Linked DNA regions of Anser cygnoides: region 2 is linked to region 1. The links are chromatin contacts, called in public Hi-C maps. All regions are on one chromosome and are shown on one strand. Each heading gives the region's core, a stretch centred on a gene start, on an enhancer-like site or on the middle of the called end of the contact. The rest is flanking DNA. Distances are from core to core; before and after follow the strand shown.

Region 1 (5,898 bases), core at 1,519-4,018:
AGAAAATTTGACTGTAAGCTAACTGCCTGCCATTGGGGATCTGGCAGGATACTGCCCTATTTACAGTAGGGCAGGGATTATTAGTAGGAATGCCATATGCCTTCGCAGCTGTATGTGCTTTTTTAAGCAATAGCAGCTATGTGTGGTGTCTGATGATTCTTGGGTTTTGGTGTTTTTCAGAGGAGAATAGGAACAGTATCATCAACTCCAGCCTGGAATCCGTCGTATCCTCAAATGCAAACAGCTTCCTCAACTCCAACAGCTCTCCCCAGCCCAACCTGAACTCAAGTGATCTTGAACTAGAAGTAATTAAACCCAACAGGCCAAATTCACTGTAAGTACGGTAGTAATTAGTGTTTTATAGGCTCTCTGTCCTTAATCTTTAATCAGGGCTGTTTCTTACTCTGAATCCCAGCAGTATGTGGAAGAATACAATTTAGCATTTTAATTTTTAATGGGCGCCTAGCATGTGTCCTGCATTTTTAACTCTGCCTAAGTGGTGGGATTAGTGGCTGCGGGTTAGATCTGCTGGTGAGCTCAGCCCTGGTTATTTTGAGCACGTGGGATATTTTTCAAGCAGAGCTCCGCGTTGCTGTTTGAACTGCTTGACCCATCTGGAGATAACTCCAGCAAACACAAAGGACTTTTCTTCTGAGTTAAATCCTATGACTGTTGTCAGTACAGTTGATCTCCAGCCAAATCTGTGCCATTGCTTCTGCTATTGCTTCCTTCATCTGGAAAGTTCAAGGGAAAAAATAGCGACCTTAGCAATGACTCCCTGGGGACAGCCGAGTTATTTATGAAGTCCCCTGGACTTGACACAGCCGAGCCCTCGCACCAGTGGCCGCTCTGCTGCGGGGAATTTCCTTCCTGCCGCGGCCCTGCTGGGCCCCGGCGCATTTTCCCACAGAACCTCCCTCCCCTCCCGCACACGTGAAGATCTGCCCAGATCCCCGGCAGCCGTCGCGGGCCCTGGGGATCGGCCGGCGGGATCGGCCCTGCTGCGCCGCCGGCGGCAGTGGTGCGCAGCGACCTTGGCGGTGAGGGGAGGCCTTCCTCCCTCCATGCCCCCCCACGGGCTGCGTGCATGGCCCCCTCCCACCTAGCTGGGCAAGCCCCCAGCCCCTTGAGGGCAGGCGGTGAGCGCTTGGCCTGAGCAGCTTTCTCCCGGCTACCCGTGGAGACGGTGCAGTGCCGGTGCTGGTGCCGGGTGGGCCAGTGACCCTGGCCGTGGTCCCTCTGGTTGATGGGAGGGGACGGGGTTGGGGTCTGGGGTGCAGCTCCCGCGCCCCGCAGGGGGGCCTCAGCCCCACAGCGCTGGGACGGGCAAAGGTAGGTGCACATTGGCAGTGTCTGGGCGGAGAAGGGCTCTGGCTTTCGCCCACCAGCTCCATCTCTTTCCCATCGCCACTGCTGCCACTAAAACCCTGCGAGCAAGCCAGCCGACCTCGTGTAAGCCGAACCCAGCTGGCAGGACGCTGGGCGGGAGGAACGGCGCCCGCGGGGCAGGAGCCGCGGTAAGGCCGCGAGTTGTGTGCCGTGAGCTGGGGCGGGATGCGCGGGTCTCGTGCCCGTGCTGCTGGTGGAAGCCCTGGGGGTCAGTCACATGCCGTTGCCCCCAACAGGATGTTTTTAGTTTATTTGTCCTCCGAGGGAAGAAAATTATGTGACTCGTATTGCAGCAACGTTTGTGAGCCCGAGTCTCGTTGCGACTTTAAGGAATTGTTTGCCAGATTTGCAGTTTTTCAAATTCCAAGAGTTGCTCTTCCTAATAACTTATTTTTTAAAGAAAGTCGTAAAGAAGCTCAGCAGAACGAACCAGTTCAGGCTGTGGGGAGCGGAGGCGTCTTGCTGTCACCCAGAGCTACGTGAGCGGACTGGAGCAGAACCATTTGCTTGCGGCCCATAAGGGGCCTTTACACTTGTGCAAAGTGAAGCGGTGCCTAGCAGGGTAGCCCTGGCAGCACTTCTGCCTCTGGCAAAGTTTGTGGCATTTGGTATTTTTCCTTACATCCAGTGATTGCACACACAGGAATGTGCAAGCTTTTAGTCAAGGTCGAGCTAAAGGTTAAAAAGTGAGTCTAAAGTGAATACCTCAAAGCAAATGTTTTCTTCTCTATAACCCCAATTATGTAAATCTAATGTCTTTAATCCAATCCAATCTTTCAATAAGAAATGAAGTGTTTGACTTCATTTTATTCTCTTTTAATGCTATGTATAGATGTCTCTTCAGCCTCTGTGCCTGCTTACCCATCAGCCCGAGTCTGCTCCGCACGAGCCCATGCTGTTCTCATACTTATCTGTGCTCCTGGGTTTTAATGTTTGCTGAAACGCATTAGTTTGTCTTTAAATATTTGCTTTTAACCTAATTTGTAGTCCCATGAAAATTTGATTGCTGTATTTCCTCTGCAGTGCTGTGGTGGTTAAACATACCCAGATCGTTTCCACGTGTTTATTTGTAGCCGGCTCGAGCCTGCTGATGGTGCTCAGCCCCCACGCGGCGTTTGGGGGGGACCGGGGAGAGCAGCGTGTGCAGGGAGGCTGCCGGGCTTGCTCGGCGCTGGGGAAGGAGCACGCGTTTTTAGACAAGTAAGGGCTTGGCGCGAGTGGTTTTGGTTCCACACCAGGGCTGCGGGTCGGGTGATGGTTGGGGTTGCTCTGCTTGGGGCGGTCACCGGAGTCACCCCCAGCCGCGGTCGGAGCGGTGGCAGCGGTGATCCCCGTGCCCAGCCCACGGAGGTGCGGGGCTCCTCTGCTTCACGCCTCTGCCCCGTGCGGGTGCTGACGGGCAGTGGCGAGGAGGAGTGCCGCCGGGGCAGGAGCGCGGCGAGCAGCGCGTTGCCCTGCGGCTGTGCACGGGCTGCGCTCTCGGGGTCGGGGCGCGCTGCCTGAATGGTGCCAGTGTCCCGGCGGCGTTGTCCTTGCTGCCCTGCGGCGCTGCACAAATAATGCCTGTATAAAGCCGTCCCTGTTTCTTTAACCAGCTGGGTAATTTCAGCTTTGCAAAGCCTTGGGCAGCTCTGGGCACTGAAGCCGGTTGCTATTATCTGTTACTGCCGTGCGAGGGTTTCCAGTGCTCCCCTGTAATTACCGGACCCACAATGAGGGTGCCCGGCATCAGGGAGCGTGTCAGGGTGCCTTGCTCTCCGTGCTCCTTCAAAAACCCTGCCAAACCCTCTGCCGGTCCCGTGAGACCCATCATCGAGCCCAGCTTCAGTTTTTTTCCTGCATTCTTCACCATTTTCTGTAAGTTTTTGGCCACGGGCCAGGGCTGTCCCATCTCGGGACCTGCTCAGGAGGAGCTGCCCGGCCCACGACTGGAGCAGCTCGCGGTGCTGGCAGAATTCAAGAATTCAAGCCCTGCAGCTGAGGAGCTGTAAAATTCCAGGTGTGAGCAGGCCGGGAAGCCCCGCTTTCCTTCTTTAAAGAAAAAAGGATTTCTTTCTGAACAAGGAACTCATTGAGAGTACTAGTAAAAAAGGAATCCTGGATTTGGTGCTTCCTTCCCTAAAGTGACAACAGCAAAGGTTAGTAAATTAAAAACTAACCCAGACCAGAACTGAATTTCTTCTTTTTTTTTTTTTTTTTCTTTTTTTTTGGTGTCTGAAATTACCAGTGAAATGAATGCTTCCGTGCAGGCCATCGTGGACCAGGGCCTTTTGCTCTGTTCTGCTGCTGGGAGGTGGACGGGTTTGGTGCCCTTAGTCACTGACGTCCCTGCCCCTCGTGTCGTCGTGGTGGGCACCCAGCCCCTCACAGCATCAGGGCACGCTGCTCAATGTCTGCACAAGCTCTCGGGGTGCTGCCAGGAGAGGAGCCGTGTCGGCTGGAAGTTCGAGCTTCTTACTGTGGAGGCTGATGTTCGCGTCAAAATAAGTCTGTGAAGCTCCTGCTGATCTCAGCGCAAGGCTTGCTGGAGCAAAGACATTAAGGCTGCAAGTTTGGGGGACGTCTTGTTTCAGTTTTGCTGCAGTGAGCACTGATACATCCGATATACCCTGTGACCTTACAGCGTGTGATGTTAAAAATTTTGAACGCCGTCTGTGGAAGCGGAGAAGTTTGCCTGAGCTTTGTCTACAAAGCTTCTCGGCTCGCCGGCAGATGCTGGTGCGTAGCTCAGCTCTGCTCCACGCGGGGCCGAGCCCAGCTCCTGCTTCTCACGTCCTCCCAGGGATCCCTCCCGGCTCCTGCTGCTCTCCCGGATCTCTGCACGTGAGCGGGGCCGGGCGGCCGCGTCGGGCGCTGTGAGAGCAGCACGCGTGGGACGCGCTCTGCGTGCCACCGCTGTCCTTCGGCCGGGGGAACTCGCTCGTTTTCACCTTTGCCTTCCTCGGTCCTGGCCCTCCATCACGAGCCAGGAGGGAAATTGTTTTGCTGCAGGGCGAAGGCTCTTCCTTCCCAGGCACCAATCAGGGTTTTACGATGGGAATGCGTTTATTTATTAGGGCTGGTTTTATTTTTATGGAAAAACCGCTCTGGGCGGGAGTTGTACTGGTGAGTCAGCAGGGCTGCTGTCCCCTGCCAGGAGCTGTCGCTGCGGCGGCGGGCACGAGGGACCGGAGCTGGCTGTCTGCTGCCACCAACGCCCCACATGGGGATTTTTAAATATTTCTTTTAAATAGGCACTGATTTTCTTTACCCTTGCCTTTGCAGAGAACTTCTTCCTTAGGAAACATGACAAAACAAAAGCCAGAAAAGCCTGTATTTATAGCGTGGATATATACTTCAGCTGAAACGGGGAAAGTTTTCAAACACTGTGTGATCACAAAGCACGTAAGACTTGAGAATGTTTTTTTTTTTTTAAATCCTTAAAAGCCAGCACCTTGCTCTGGTGGCCTGGTAACGCACACCGGAGATGTGCCTTGGATGGAGTAGCGAGGGTTTCGGTCTGTTCTCTCATCGTAATTTCTTCTTGTGCGTGACGGTTTTGAAGGTGGGGTGAGGCCAGATGACTTTTCGCCCTGTAACTAGATGGGCTGGATTTTTGCGTTGCGACTTCATGAAGTCGTCGGCCTGCTCAGAAGTAGGAGCATGCAAACAATATCCAGGAGGCTTCTGCCTTTTCTCTCAGGAGGGGAGATTTGCATCCGAAGCGTGCAGGATGGTCGGGGCGGGTGGGAGAGCACCCGGAACTCCCAGCTAGGCCGGGTGGTGCTCGCCCTGGCCCCCAGGCATCCCACAGCAGTGCCCCTGCTCTGTCCCCAGCCCTGGGGGGGACCATTCTGTGCCGTGCCGTGCCGTGCCATGCCGTGCCATGCTGTGCCGTGCCGTTCCGTGCCATGCCGTGCCATGCTGTGCCGTGCCGTTCCGTGCCATGCCGTGCCATGCCGTGCCGTGCTGTGCCGTGCCGTGCCGTACCGTGCCATGCCGTGCTGTGCCGTGCCATGCCGTGCCATGCCGTGCCATGCCGTGCCATGCAGTGCCGTGCCATGCCATGCCGTGCCGTGCCGTGCCGTGCCGTGCCTGGTGCTCTCCTCGGAGCACCGCAAGCAGCACGTGGCTCCCCGGCTCTCCGAGTGGTGACAGGGCAATTCAATCTCAGGGCTAATTTTAGAGCGGCTCTGTGAGGCTGTCCTTTCGGAGGGACACCGTAGCTCCAGCCATTTCTGGCGGGCGCTGGAGGGGGGCAGGGAGAGGCTGTCCTCACGCGCCTCGGCCGCTCTGGGCATCCCTCCCACGCCGGCTCCCTGGCTGCTGGCATGGCAGCGCAGGGCGAGCCTGGCTGCAGCAGCCAAACACGAGGCCTCCAAAGCAAGGCCGGGCGCTCAGAAATGCTGCCTGGTGAATCGGGAGAGCCGTGGGGAAGACCCCTTGGCTTAGGACCCCCCCACAGGGAGCGGAGGCTGCGGCTGGGGCTGCCGGCGGCTGAGGGTGGAGGCTGAGCGTGGGACTGGGGGC
Region 2 (5,898 bases), core at 2,424-4,923, 180 kb before region 1:
CAGGGCTCCAGGGTGGGCGTGGGTGTCCTGGCCAAAGGCTGGTGGTTTAAGGAAATGCAGGGTTCCTAATCTGCCATCAGAAAAAAGCAAATATGCAGGCAATTTAGCAAAGTGAAAGTGCAATTCCCCAGGGAATGCATAAATTAAGCTCCTGAGACGTTGTGAATGTTTAGCCATGTTAAATCTTTGGTCACTTGGCATTTTACTATCTTTAAGCTGGATCAGGAGCACATGTGTAGGCTTTATCTGCTGAGGTTTTCGTGTGCCTACAAATCCCTTCTGGCTGACGTTCGCAGCCTTATGGTAAGACAGCACACAAGCAGCACCCCTGCATGGAGCAGCAGCTGATTCTGTATCTAAACTGACACTGCATGTGCAATTTCCTAATTTGCTTGCAGAATTGCAGTGGTTTTAAACTGTTACAGAGGAGGTTTTTAAATCTGGCCTTGCCTTGTGAAATCAGAGGATGCCCTTATGGGTAGTTTGGTAACACAAGGAGGAGAACTTTTCCCTTCTTGTTATTTACTTAACCATTTCTGCGTACATTATAAGAATGGAAGCTGTAGATTAAATTTTCCTATTAAAATAAGAAAAGGGAATTGCAGTTTCTTTATCACCTAACTCTTAGAAATGGCTCATAAAACCTGAATGGCCGGATCTTTGCCTTTTAATCCACCGAGATGGTATTTCCCAAGCATGGAAACGCACCTCTGCAAATCAATCCTGGGCAGCATCGCGTGTTTCTGATGCGTTTGCCTGTGATGATTTTAACCATAAGCAGAGTAGGAAAAGTCAGGCCTACTGATGTATCGCATCAAATATTGTCACGTATGCCAGGTAATTTGTGTGAATGTTGCTGTAAGAATACTCCTCCTCTGGTGCATTGCTAACAACAGTTACGGGGCCTGGTCTGTGATACCTAGAAGTAAATAAGAGGGGGTAGGTGGGGAATGACAAAAACATTGGCAAAATGGTGATTGCTACACTGACAGCTCGTGCTGTCGCTTACCACAGCCTGCACTAGGGCTGTGTGGAGATGCCAAACTGAAAACAAGTGCCACGAAACAGATGCCAAACAAAGTAAGGTGCCTGCTTAGATGCAGGGATAGGAGGATGGGGTGCAGCTCTTGCAGGCTGTTTGTGAGCCTTTTTGCCTGGCAGAGCTGGGAGAATCGGAAGTGATTGAGCCTGTTGCTTGCCCAAAAGGTACTGCTTCTCATGAGTCCCCTTGTGTAGCCCAAAGAGGGATGGGTGGATGTTGAAGCAGGCCCTGTATTTCTGGTGGGCGAAGGGGAGTACCGGACCCCTTCCCACAGGGAGCACGAGAGCGTTCCCGAGCTTTATCTCGCTGTTATCTCGCTGCCTTGAAGCGCCGCAGCGTGCAGCGGGGGCCTCTGTCCGGAAGCCCGGCTCCCTGGCACGAGGGCAGCGGCATCCCCTCTTCTTCAAATTACTTCATAAACATTGCAATCCACCCTGGAAGTGACTAGGCATCATTATCTCAGTTATAAATGGGGCTATCGCAGTTGTCCGCTTCTGCGGCGCAGATGAAAGGTCTGGGTTTCCTCCTGCCTTATCAGGCACCTGTTGCTTGCATCCAGACATTACTCACATCCTTTAAGTCACATCTTGTTTTGCATAATTAACGCTGGCTGTGCTTCATTTCCTTCCTTCCCGTGCAGTTTTGCTCTGTGGCCTTACCTGGCTGTGGAAACATTCAGTTTTATTTCTAACCCAAGGAATGGGAAGCAGCTTTGGCTTCTGGGGCACGGGCCCATGAAAGATGAGGACGTCTCAGTCTGGTCTAAAGGATGCGTTTCAGTCTTGAACTGGTGTTGTGGCAACAATCTGCTGTGTGAAGTTCTGTACCCGTTCATTCAGAATGGTTTAACAGAAAATAATGAAGCAAACCTAACCAACATTCTGTGCAGCAAACACCTGACGCAGTAGGGAAGCTGTGCCTTCCTTCCCAGAGGGAACACGGTGCCTCAGGAACGTGATGGGTGCACCCCAGGGTATCAGTGAGCTCCCGAGGTGCTTTGGGATGACACCAGTGGGAAAGGAAAGATTTTCCAAAGCGTGTCCTTGTTGGTTGTTTTCAGGTGACTTCCAGCACTGACACCTGCCTCGTAGCAGCAGCCCGTAAGTGCGGTGTTTGAGATGGGAACCATTACGCCAGCACTTTTGCTTTCTGCAGTAATTCACCATTGACTTTTGTTTTGTAATTCACTTCAGCTTTTAATATCTATTGACCTGGTTCTACATGAATAATTTAGTGTTTATGAACAATTGTAGTAACTGAACCCACGCCATTAACTAAACCATGAGCTCAGGGAAGTAGGATAAAAGTTCATAAAATGTAAAATGAACACTAAGGGGCCCACCACAGACCTGAGCAGAATTGTTATTTTACCTGTAATCCCGAAGACCATTTAGCTGCTTGGTGTTTAAGTGACAGAATCATGTCGGCACATCTAGGTCTCTGGGTCCATGCAGTTAACTGGCGTTGGTACAATAAGATTCCCAGTTACAGCACTGGGATTATTGGTTTGTAAGCCTGAAGTATGCAAGTTTTCTGCAGGATCAGGTGGTATAGTTCTTTATTTTTTGCAATTATATCTGACTTGCCTGGCATCTTTCATTCCAGCTGAGCACACTGTCTTTTGCACTTGCTTTTCAAAATGTTGCCAGTTTGAAGATGTTTGCTGATTCGTTTCCTTTCTTTAGAGGATACCAGGCTGGTTAATGTTTGCTGCGTGCTGGCTGTCTCCTAGTATCAAAATCTGACCTCAGTATATCAGCAATTTGCAATTCACTAAGATGAAAAAATCCATTGAGGTAAGTGCAAACTCTGAAGTTGGTACCTCACCAGAATAATGGTTTTAGATTCATGGCTATGTGTAACTGTAGTTTGCACAGCTAGAAGTCCTTGGGGGTAGAGAGCAGATACGAGCTGGTTGTAATGAATAAACAGGATTCTCTGCTGAAGCTGCTGTGATCTTTCCTGCTGTCCAACTGGCAGAATAACAAAGCGTGTTATCAGACAGAGACTCTGTAAATCTTAGATATGGATTTTCCCATCATAGGCTCCAGACCTGAAACTGGATCCACTCAGCACCGGCGGAAGGGACTGGGGGTTATTTAACAACCTGCAGGACTCAGCCACTTGAGAGTGGATTGGTGAGAGCCCCATGGGAAATCTTTCCAAGTGTTTCGGGTTGAGTAGATCATCTCAAGGACCATAAATTGTGAATCTTTCTATTTTTTTCCCAGAATATTTATTTACAGTTCAGGTCAATAATCTCCAGAAATACAATTCTGCTTACAAACGAAATTCCTGGGCTGCATTCCCAGGCATTCCCATGTGACTTGAGCATTTTTAGCAACAAAATGAACAAATGCAAACATATTTTCAGGGCAGTGGAAGTGTTGCTATTCCCATTCTCTCTGTGTGCCTGGGAGCCTCGACCCCAGGTCTTATGAAACTCAGCAGCAACGAGGTCCCTTCTGCAGAGATGCATCCCGCATCGAGACGGAGCCTGCAGCCTCGTGGCTGGTCTGTGCAGGGCAGTCGTGGGGACATCGGCCACCCAGGTTGTGAGAGCTGATGCATATATATATTTAAATGCAAAGGAAGAATTGAAGCCATCAGCCGGTTACCTGCTAGCACATCTTTCTCAGAAACCTATCAGTTTACTCGTGACTAAGAAAATGAATTTTCATGTGGAGGAAATTGTGTTCTCTGACAAACAAAGCAACATTGTGGAAAATTACTGGTGTTAAAAGTCATAGTGACCATAAGGCAGTGCTTTACAAGCCTTTTGGTGTTCATCTTGCTATAGCAGGCCAGTTTGATTGTGAAAAATCCAAGTATTGGTATGGTTCTCACTTCAACACTGGCCTGTAAAGAGAGCTAGAAATTAGAGAAAACAGCCTGATAAAATACTGCCTCCTTCCCTGAAATTCTTGTCAATGCTCAGTTATGTTCTGAACAGAAAGCTAGAACGCCTTCCTGAAAAGCTGTGTGAATTTTCACTGCAAGGCTCCCTTTGGAACTGCTGTAATTTTCACAAACTTAAGTTTATGAAAAATAAGCTTAATTTTCGTAATTTTCATAAGCTTAAGTTTGTGAAACTTAACTTTATGAAAGTTGTAGCAAAAAGGGAGGTGTTTAATTCCAACTTAGCTACTGCAGTAGTTAGCAGCATTTCCGTTAACTGGTTTGTGTTGCTGCTGAGGTTAAGGTTTAAAATGCGAGAGCTTTACTGGGGATGGTGTCGGCGCTCTGCAGCTAACTAGGTGGCAGGCTGATGGAAAACAATATTTTTGTGTACTGTAGAACCATTCTGTATTGCAGGTCTCTGCTGCTTCCACAGGACTGCTGATGATTAACTGTATATCTCAACCATCACTGCTCCTGCCCTGTAACACTAATGTGGTTTGGTGTGGCCTCCGTTTCCATCTCCATGCAATATTTTTTACTTTTTTTTGATTTCGATGTGCATATATAATACATATTATCATAGAAAAAGGACAAAAATGTGACCTTTCGTTAATGACTTATAACTTCTGAAATACATTTCAGGCTGAAATATTCCTCCAGGTCAAAGTTCCTCCAGGAAAACAACCTCGCTCAAGCAACTGGTGAGGGTTTGTTCCGCGTTGCCGTTCCGCAGGCTGACCGGTGTGCGTTCTCCTCCTGTCCTTCGGCTGCCCGAGGAGCGCCGTGGCAGGCGGGCGGCCTGTTACAGGCTGCAGCAAACGGCTCCCGCAGCGAGCGGCCGCTCAACGCGCAGTGCCTCCTTCCAGCTGCGTCTCTCGGTCCGACCACCTGTACTGCCCGTGGCACCACCCGGCTTTGGCACAGGTAGCGTTGTGCCGTGAAATCCAGCAGCACCCCGCTGTCTTTAGGAGTTTTTTTTTCCAGCTGGGCTGCTGGGGGGAGCCGAGCCCTTGCGGACGCTGATTTAACTCGTTTACAAACACGACCTCAAAGTGAAGCAACCGAGGCTTTTTGTCCTCCTGGGGCTGCTGCTTGCTCTGCCCTGTGCAGTGCAGGGAGCCCCAGCCCAGGGCCAGCCTGTCCCCGCGGCACTGCTCCGCTCCCCTTGCTGCCCGTCATTGCCTGGGGTACGGCGGTGGAATAAAACTAAGCCAGCCCTTCCCTCTTTGAAGCATTGCTGGGCGTTACGGAGTCACATACTTGTAAGTAATTACCATATTCTAACACTTAAATATTTTCCTGTCTACTTTCCTCCTATCCCTGCTTTGAAAATACCCAGGTTATATCCGTTAAAAAGTCATAGACTGGAAAACATATGATTTCAAAAGAATTTTTTTTTAACACTTAAAAAACACTTCTCTTTGTGGCCTTAACCTGTTACCTTTCACAGAATTTACTTTTTTTTTTTATGAACATCTCCGATGCTGTATATCACAACGTTATGACAGCTCTGCTGGACCACGGCCAGCAGTCCGTGCTGTCAAAATGCCCATCAGTTCCAGTCATTTTGCATAGTGAATGCCATGGTAATGTGGAAACTTCAAACAGCAACAGGAAGAAAAGTAAATGTTTAATGATTTGTCTTTAACAGATCTTGAAAAGCTTTTCTGCCTTGCTTTGTTGCTTATGAGATCTTTTTTGGACACCATGTTCTTTTTTCTCCCCGGTTCCTGGTTTTCTTCAGAGTTTTTCTTTTTTTCCTGCGAGTCAGTGATCTTATTGATGTTAGAGACTCGCTGCCCGAAGACGAGCAGTCTGGGCAACAAAGTTCAGGCAATGTATTTCCTCTGCCCAGTGATTAGTCCTGCTTACTGACAAACAGAAGCAGATAGCATTTGAAATTAATATTAGCTTGCTTTTGCAAGCCCTGTTTTCCTGACCTTGAGGCGGAGAGG

The links. A called contact is a pair of places that touch in the nucleus more often than the background predicts.
Region 2: a Hi-C map of liver shows a contact between it and region 1, with 2.1 times the contacts expected there. The contact joins two enhancer-like sites. A contact is called at or near these places in 2 of 7 Hi-C or Micro-C datasets (both in liver).

What each region holds. Positions count from the first base shown.
Region 1 is chr14:1,286,726-1,292,623 of Taihu_goose_T2T_genome, reverse strand. ARHGAP26 (Rho GTPase activating protein 26) reads left to right here. Exons shown (of 25, transcript XM_067005447.1): 21 at 181-334. Among named protein-coding and RNA genes, the nearest start is that of ARHGAP26, 100 kb to the left of the region's middle. Within about 2 kb of position 2,768, at least 2 of the 3 cell types and tissues checked have open chromatin away from gene starts, as enhancers often do. A contact at or near this core is called in liver, where this site is marked.
Region 2 is chr14:1,467,881-1,473,778 of Taihu_goose_T2T_genome, reverse strand. LOC106032884 (a long non-coding RNA gene) reads left to right here. Exons shown (of 6, transcript XR_010834932.1): 1 at 1-5,898. Among named protein-coding and RNA genes, the nearest start is that of SPRY4, 7.4 kb to the left of the region's middle. Within about 2 kb of position 3,673, at least 1 of the 3 cell types and tissues checked has open chromatin away from gene starts, as enhancers often do. A contact at or near this core is called in liver, where this site is marked.